Linked DNA regions of Gossypium hirsutum: region 1 is linked to region 2. Evidence: chromatin contacts called from public Hi-C data. All regions are on one chromosome and are shown on one strand. The core of a region is the stretch at or near the end of the contact, and the rest is flanking DNA. Distances in the headings are between cores, read along the strand shown.

Region 1 (4,494 bases), core at 152-2,651, 110 kb before region 2:
GCTAGACGCGGAGGTGCGCTTGAGGCACGTGGGGGAAAACGGCGCCTAGGGTTTCTGCTTCCCTCTTTTGGCTGAAAGTGTTTTAGTTTTTGGGCTATGGTTTAGCTTGTTGGGCTAGATTGGGTTTGTGAATTGGATAGTGCATTGGGTCCATGCTTGTAACTTGGGTATCGGGCCTGTAGCTGTTTTGTAATTTGGACCTTGTAATAATGGACCTTTGTTATTATTTTTTGGATTTTAGTTTTTGGTGATTTTGCTCGGGCCGGGCAAAATAGGCCTGTTACAGTGTCGATTTCGCGAGTCACATTCCAAACATGCGGAAAATGCAATTTTTAGGCTTTCAGGGCATTTTAAGACCTATAAATACCATATAGAAGAAGAGAATAGGGAGCCATCAGAGAGTATTGAAGAAAACAACGCGAAGAACTTCATTAAGCCGACTCTGAAGCAGATTCCCATCAAGATTGAAGACCTCCTTTTAATTTCTTTAAATTTTTTATAAGTTTCTTTATTTCTTGTGGTTATACTGTTTTTGAGATTTTTTTATCTGCAATTATGAACTAATTCTTTAGATACCTACAGGAGATAAACCCTATGATAAATTCTATTATTTGATTTCTATTTTACGCGATAAGTACTTGAACCTTATTCTCAGTTATGTGTGCTTATCTCTTATTTTAATATTTTCAGAATATTAATTAATGTTTAATGTGCTTAAATCAGAAGATCAGAAGAGGAAAAATCCCTGTTTAATAGTAGATCTGGCATAATTGAGTGAAGTTACATGCAATCCTAGAAACAGGATGACATAAATCTACTAGATTAGAGTCAAATCTAATAGGGGAATCTATAGATCGAGTTAATGCGATGATATGAGTTTTAATAAGAAATAAATTTCAATTAATCAACCTAGAGTTAGTTGCTCTTAGTCTCGAAAGGAATATCAACATAATTTAGGGATTTCTACGGATTAAGATATCAAGTAAATAAATCGTTTAAGTCAGATTCATAATGATAGATGAAGTCTAGGTGAATTCTTTCATGGGTATTGTTCGCTTCTTGGTTATTATTCAATTGTGTTCCTGATTTATTCTTTGCTGAGTTTTTTAATTGATTAATTTAGTAAATTTTAGTTTAAACCAATCACTCCAATTTGTCAATTAAATAATAGAAAAACGGTAATTACTAGTACTTTTAATCCGCGTGAATACGATATCTTTACTAACCATAACTATATTATTTATGGATAAGTGAACTTACCTTTATCATATTTTTAATTAATTTCATGACCATCAACAATGTACCAAAAAAATCAACTCTAAATTGTCCGCTACACTTTCCTTCAGTTTTCTTGCTCTTATCTCTTGCATGGACTTGATTCATTATAAAAGCAGCTCCCTTGTTGGCCATCATCAGCCGAAAGTGCAGGTTCTTTGAAGCCTATACATTTATAGAATCTCTCTAAGATTATATAAATACACCAAACGAAAAAAAAAAATCAACTGAAAGTTCCCTTTTTAGTCATCAGCTGAAAGTTCAGGTACTTTAAGGCTCATATATTTGCCCAATCTCTCAAAGATTTGATGTTTTTAGTTTCTATACTTGAAAACTATTTCTGGGTTTTTAACATCTTGCTTATTTTGTTCATTTGTTGAACTTCAAGAACGCATTGTATGGATTATTTAAGCATGTAAAACCAATATGCTTCTTGGTTTTTTGTTTTTTTAAGATTACTTCTTTATTAGTATTTGGATCTTTTATCAGTATCGATGGCACCATCTAGTTGTTCTGAACTGTCATTGGAAGTAGAACCGGGACCCGCTTCCCTGTCCGGATTCAAATTGAACTTGAATAGGGCCGATTATGGACATGGTTCAACTCTGCAAAATTGGGATGATACTATCCCGGACGGTAATGCAAAATTTTCTCTCTCTTATCACTTGCATTAACTCACTTCATTATAGAAAAGGTTCCCTTTTTGGTCATCAGCTGAAATTTCAGGTACTCTAAATCTCATACATTTATATAATCTCTCAAAGTTTTGATCCTAACTTGAAAACAATTTCTGGGTTTTTGAAGATGTTGCTTACTTCGTTCATTTGTTGAACCAATAACGTATTGTGTGCAGTTAGAGGTGGCTGGCATGGCATGGGCCTAAAATATAAAATTGCTATTTAAGCTTTTAAATTTTTTAAAAATTTTAAATTAATAAAAATAAAATTATACTTTAGTCCTCTTAAAATTATAAAAATTTGATTTAATCTTTTAAAAATTATAAAGATATATATTATAAAAAATTAATATTCCATTCGGCTCTTAAAAGATTGTTCTGTCTTCACCCTATTATTGAAGCATATAAAATCATTATGCTTCTTGTTTTTTCTTTTTTAAGATTGACTTCTTTGTGAGTAATTGGATCTATTATCAGTACCGATGGCATCATCTAGTAGTTCTGAACTGTCAGTGCGAATTGAAGTGCCACCGGATTCCCGATCCGAAGCTGAATCGAGCTGGAACAGGGTTGCTAGTGATACTGGTACTCTCCAGTATCGTACTGACCGTGTTATCAACTCTCTCCCGGCCGATTCGGACTTTAATTCTTTAGCTAAGGATTACTTTGACAACTCAAAAAATACTTTAGAGCTCTGTACTGCCACAAGGGATTGCCTCACACGTGCTCAAAACAATCACGAAATTATTCGGTTGGCGGTTAAGTGTTTCGATGAAGAAGTTGGGACCGACGAGAAGAAATCCGGTAAGACCTTGGAGGAACTGAAAAGGTTCAAAGCAGCCGAAGAGCCTTTCTTTGAGAAGTTACATGTACTAGCAGGCAGGGTCCATCTGCAACAAGAATCGTTGCAACGGAAGTGTAATGCTCGGAAGGGAACGCTTGAAAAGAAATTGGCATCACTGGAAACATGGAGGAGGGTGTCGTTGGCCCTTTTTGTTGTCGCTTTTTTTTCCGTGTTGATTTTTTCCGTGGTGGCGGCAACCAAGTCCGTAAAGCATGTCATAACAGCTTTGGGTAGTGCGTTGACGGTTGCTATAGTTCCGGTCGGGACATGGTGCAACGAGCGTTGGAAGCGAGACAAGGAAAAGGTGAAAAAGAAGCTGAAATTAACAACTATAACGGAGTTCTATGCTGCTCATACACTCATCATAAGGGTGCTTGTTGACCGATTGGAAGTTAAATTCAAGTCACTGTTGCACTCCGTTGATTCTGTGCTCACAGAAGGATATGCTTTGAAGGTCGCGATGGATAAAATCAAAAAAGATTTGAAAGATGTTACGGACACCATCCCGGATGTGCTTCGACGGGCGGATGACCTTGACCGTGAAACAATGATGGATTGGCAAGAGATTTTGAAGCGGATGATGGACACGCTGTAGCACATCTGTGGAATTATTTTAAATATTATTTGACATAAAAAATTTAGCGGATTTTTTTCAACCTTAGAAAAATAACCCATAATTCATTTATGTATTATTTTTTACAAGCTTTCAGAAAATTTGGTGGTTATGTCTTGAGGGATTTTATTTCGGGTTTCAGGGTTTAGTTTTATCACATCTTTTGTACCCTTCTTTTTTACCATTTTAGTAAAATTATCTTTCCCCGTGGTTTTTTATCCTCTTCGGAGGGATTTTTCCACGTAAAATATTTGTGTTCGATCTTTTCAATTTTTTTATTATTTTACTTGTTTGTTGTTTAATCAAGTTTCTCCCCCAACATCAATTGGAGAGCAAAGACAATCCACTGGGAACTCTAACATTGACATACCTCACCATATTTATGTCGTATAGGTTTTACATTTCTGTTTATGTGCATTTAAGTTTATGATTACATATATGATAAAATGCTTCTATGATTCTATGTGATTATATAGATTTGATCTTGTATGATATAATATTGATATTATTGTATTTAATGCTATACGGTAACATTTATGATATATATATATATAAAAGTGTATGATGCAAAGTTGCTATGTTTTTGGGTCGATTGAATCATTAGCTTATTATGAGACTGTAGAGGTTTCTTTAATAGAGACGAAGCATTGCAGAATAAAATAATGTATTGTAAGAAAGTGAAAAAGGAAATTTCTAGCTTATCTAATAGGTGTATAGTTCACCTCAATTTAGTGCTCGATCTTTTAATAATAAATCATTGTTACTAATTTATATGATATTTGCATTCAGTTTTGTGATTACACGTATGATATGATGCTTCTATTTTCCATTGTGATTTCATGTATGATATTTTTTGGAGTAAAATAATTAATGGGAAAAAAAGGAAAATTTTGGGAAAAAAAAAGAAAAAAAATCTAGAAATTTTATAATTATAAATTATTGAATTTTTTTCACTTAATTGGGTATTGAACTTTCAAAATGCATAAAATAGTCCTCAAACTTTTTCAAAAAAAGCAATTAAGTTCCTTCTCTTTTTTTTTTGGCACTCAATTGGGTACTTAAACTGTCAAAATATATCAAAAAAGC
Region 2 (4,835 bases), core at 1,072-3,571:
AAAGACAGCTTTCAACCTTGGCAATGAAACTTTATTTTTAACAATATAACATCATCTGATTCAAAATTGTACGTTATCATAGCATTAACAAAACTATTCTTTAATTTCCATTTATTTTGGCATTAAAAAGAACATTCTAGTAATCCAACATACCCAATGGATTCTTTTCACTCCGGTCTCTCTTTTCACCCTCTTTTTATGTTGTCGCTTGTTACAAAGCTATTCCAGAACCAACAGCCTGGTATTTGGTTGGATGATTTGATGATTGGATCGACGATTACAATTCCTATTCGATGTGATTGTCTCACCAGGAACCAAAACCGATGTAGGAGTTAACTATCTGTTGAGCTATCCGATTGTGTCGGGTATTAGTGAAATTTTTGGTGTTGACATCGGGATCCACTATCGAAAATCACCGTGCCACCTCCACCGCCACCACCATGGCCGCCCTCGCTTACAACAATATTCCCAAGTGGAAGCTCCAACAGAGCATAGATTTATATAGTTGTTGGAGTTTTTGTGAGCTATTGTGCTATAATGAACACAAAAATATTTCTTTCTTTATATCAGTTAAAATAGCTATGGTGATCCAAATAGGGTCAAAAATTAAGGGTTCAATGGATTTTGGGCCGGGCTTGAATTAATATGGGCTCTATTTAAATTATGGGTCTGGCCATAATTTGGCCCAAATAGTTGATTTGTAAAACCCTAACCGTTGGGTTCAATGCTCTTTGAGTTTGGAGTTGGGGATTATAATGAAGTTGCCAATATAGTTTAGCAAGTAATGTTTACAATGAAAGTAATGTTTAAGGGTTTACATTGTATAAATTGATGTTGATTGAATCTTAGTTCAATTGGCGTCAGCAGTGTTGTCAATGTAAGAAGATATGAGTTTGAGCATGTTAAAGTGCATTTATTTTTCTATTTAAAGATGGGGAGGTGTTATGGGTAACTTTAGGTATTATATTAAAAAAATATTAAAACTTGTTATTAAAATAAATTTTTAAATTTTTTTATGTTTGTTTTTAAGGGTTTAAAGCTATGGGATCTAAAAAAGAATTGTAGATTCAAGTTTTGATCTTTAAATGTGATGAATAACATTTTTAAATTGCATGAACCAATCAAATTAAATTTTGATTATGTTAAACTTTTTAATTATATATATAGAAGGGATCATAGAATATTATGTTTGTTTAGAACAACAACAATATTTCAAGTTTTTGGTCCCATAGTATTCTCTATTTTGAGAGAGATAAATTGTTGGTATTGTTAAAACTTAATTAAGCCCTCATAGTAAAATGTTTATAGGTCGGGTTGGATTGAGTTCGAACTAAACTCATTTATATGTCTATATTCATTTTCTTTGTCTAAACTTGGCTCGAATATGAGTTTAATTTTTTTACCCAAGTCAAATCCAAATATAAATATAAAAATCTAAGCTTGATTGACTAGTCCATATTTAACTTTGACAATTTTTTTTATGAAAATAACAAATTTAAAAAATAATGAATTAGCATACAATTTTGTCTTCGGGTTTGTGTGGATGGCTTGGCCCATAAACAACTATACTTGATAGGTTTCAATTTCATTGTGCACAATTTTCATGTGGGGTCTCTAATCTTACCATACATAATTGCCATGGTGGGTTTTGTGCAATTATATTTCAAATTCACATCCTTTTATCCTTTGTATTGGTTTGATTTTTTTTATAATTGCTCAGACATTTATCTATAATTATATTATATTTATACTTATAAACTCTAAAAAAAATAAATTTTATTACCATATATCCACTTCTATTAATTAATCCATAATTCTTTACCTTTAATAAGATGCTCAATTTCTATACCAATGATTAGGAGGTCCTTGATTAGTTAAATTAAGTTTTTAAAAAAAAGTGTAAACATCATATCTACCCAAAAAAGTGTAAAGATCATATACCAAAAATGGGTTAGCTCAATTATTTAATTTAATTATCTCTACATGTCATCAAACTCAAATCCAATATCTTAATCCTATTTTTTCCTTAAAAAAATTATGTGTTTTGATTAAATTTACAAGTGTTGGCAAATGTGGGATATGAAATACAAAAAAGTTATTTTCAATATCCCAAACCAAAGCAAAAGGCCAATCTTTAGTTCTCCATTTCCTCACCAATCCAAAAATAAAAAGAAAATATATGAGAAATTGACTGTTAAAAGTGGAGCTATTATGCAAGTTGTGTGTGCATCAAATCCAACACATACAATAAGTCCATCCAAAAAGCACAAAAAGAGCTCTTCTAGTCTTTAGCCTTAGACTAAAAACTTTAGGTTCCCACCTTCAAAGGCTGCAAATCACTCCACCCCTTCTCACACCATCTTTATGTGTCAAGCATTTATTGGATCATATGACCCAATTTAATTTAGGAACTAAATCAAACATTAAAATCAAATTTAAGTATCAAATAGTATATTAACCCTTATAATTATAACTATCTCAACTTTACCGTAAAGCCATATATGGTTGGCTTAGATGGTAAATATCAACTCAAATATAATTTGGAATGTATTTAAAATGTATGGATCAAATTGTAAACATTTGTGTTTCAATTCTAAGAATAGCTTAGATTTAACATGTCAAAGAAAAAAAAATAGAAATAACATGCTAGATCAAAGTTGCCAATGCCTCGTGTATATATATATATTCAAATTGGCTCACATATTCGAAATATACTCCAATAAGATTCAAATTGACAGTTAGACTAATAGAGAGACTTGATTGATATATTACTGATATTTTGATGACTCAATTAGAATGATTTAAAGTTTAGTGATCAATTTAAAATTTGAATAATAGGTTGTGGAGGTTTCGTGAAATTAACCCTTTTTATGTATGGTATGATTTATTCAACTTCACCCTCGTTTTCTCATTTCATAATGGAGGAGGAAAAATCACTATCCCCATGCCTCTTGGCAAACAGCCTGTCACCTCGCATTTTATGACACATGTCACGTTTCGAACACCATTGATATCGGTGTGGACCACCACTCCCATGTGGCTGCGGCCACCCTTTGCCGGCCTTATGCCAATTTAGGACCACCACCCTTAGAGGTATACATTCTTCATATATATTATCAAGAGAGCTCCCATTTTGGGTCGTTTTCTTATATGGGGCCAATGCTCCCTGAAGGTATTCAAAATCCAAAGGACTCATCACTAATATTTTTCTTATTCAAACATTTTCATTTAAATAATTTTCATTATTTATTTCAATTATACATATTCTTGATTAATGATCCCATGCTAAAAAAAAGAAAAGTAAAAAAAAATGATACCTTGATTGCCTTTCTATATGATATCTCAAGTTATGTACAAACATATACTCTAGCTTGTAGTACCAAAATTTGGGACCATAATTAAGTCTCATATTAATTGCTTTTGTTCTTATCTAATCTTAGTCCTTTTCAAAGAATGCAGTTTCATACTCTTATTTTTCTATTATATATATATATTCACATATGAGAGCATTGAAGAAGGCAAGGGGGTTACCCCAAAATGATAAATTAGGTTAAACTGTTGCTAAGAATTGTAAATTGTAAATTAATGTAATGATAAAATTATATTTTAACTCTTCAAAATTTTATAACTCAGGATGAAAATATTGATATAATATTAAACTATTAGAAAAGAAATATAAATACTCGAGTTTTATATATATATATATATGATTAAGACATAGCATAAAAACAGGCTCTTGTATCTATAATTTGTATCATTTTTAAGCTAAAACTTAGCCCACATACATGTGTGAGTAATACCCAGTTTTTTTTTCTTTCCAATCAAAGTAATAGATAATAAAATTTTTATAATACAAAAAGATGATATAAAATATATTCTAACATTATATGATTATGGTGTGGCCAAAGTATACCAAAAAAATTCACAACATAAACAATCAATATAGTGTGACAAGATTGGCGACTTCGAAATACATAACATAGGGTTAAAATAGTAATTTTTGTTTGTCTCATGTTATATTTTAATTACTTTTGTGTGAAATATTACGTCTTAGTCACTTACATTATTGTGTTGTAACATTTTAGTCATTGAGCCGTTAATTGTCGTTAATGGTGTAATGGTAAGCTGATGTGATATGTTAAATCATCATTTCAAATTAAAATTTTAGATTAAATTCTATAATTGATCCCTATAATTTTACATTTTGAGAAATTTAATTTTTCTTTTATGTCCTTTTAAATTTATTTTATTTTTCATTTTCTTCTGCTTCTCCCTCAGTTTTCCTCCCTTGTTCATTTCTTTTAGCATAGTTTTTCTATGTTTTTCATTTGTTAAAACTAGTCCACAAGCTCACCTCACTCGAAAAAATTAAATTGTTCAAAAAATAAAAGTATAGGGACTAATTTTAACAAATGAAAAATATAGAAAAATTATGTTAAAAGAAATGAAGAAGGGGGAAAACAAAGGGAGAAGCAGAAGAGAATGAAAAATAAAGAAAAAAAAGAAAAGTTAAAAAATAAAAGAAAAAATTAAATTGCTCAAAATGAAAAAATATGGGGATTAATTGTATAAATTAATCTATTTTTTTTAAATGATGATTTAACGTGCCACATCAGCTTACCGTTACACCGTTAATGACAATTAATAGCTCAATGACTAAATGTTACAACGCGATAACGTAAGTGACAAAAATATAATATTTCAAACATAAGTGATTAAAATGTAACCTAAAGTAAACAAAATATAATTTACCATTTTCGATATATTATTTTTCTATTCATTTTCTCATAGTACTCTCATTAAAATAATTTTTTTTAAAAAAAGATAAAAATAAG

Evidence for each region. Hi-C and Micro-C count contacts between places; a contact is called where the count stands out from the background.
Region 1: a contact with region 2 is called in a Hi-C map of leaf, with 5 times the contacts expected there. The contact joins the promoter of LOC121209688 here to the enhancer-like site in region 2. A contact is called at or near these places in 5 of 34 Hi-C or Micro-C datasets (callus and leaf).

Annotation. Positions count from the first base shown.
Region 1 is chrA02:106,795,235-106,799,728 of Gossypium_hirsutum_v2.1, reverse strand. LOC121209688 (UPF0496 protein At2g18630) reads left to right here and starts at 1,401. Exons shown (of 2, transcript XM_041080807.1): 1 at 1,401-1,540; 2 at 1,765-3,656. The coding sequence starts at 2,434. The coding sequence ends at 3,390. LOC121209689 (a long non-coding RNA gene) reads left to right here. Exons shown (of 2, transcript XR_005904778.1): 2 at 1-240.
Region 2 is chrA02:106,682,722-106,687,556 of Gossypium_hirsutum_v2.1, reverse strand. No RefSeq gene overlaps it. Among protein-coding and RNA genes, the nearest start is that of LOC121209679, 24 kb to the left of the region's middle. Within about 2 kb of position 2,321, at least 2 of the 9 cell types and tissues checked have an H3K27ac peak or open chromatin away from gene starts, as enhancers often do. A contact at or near this core is called in leaf, where this site is marked.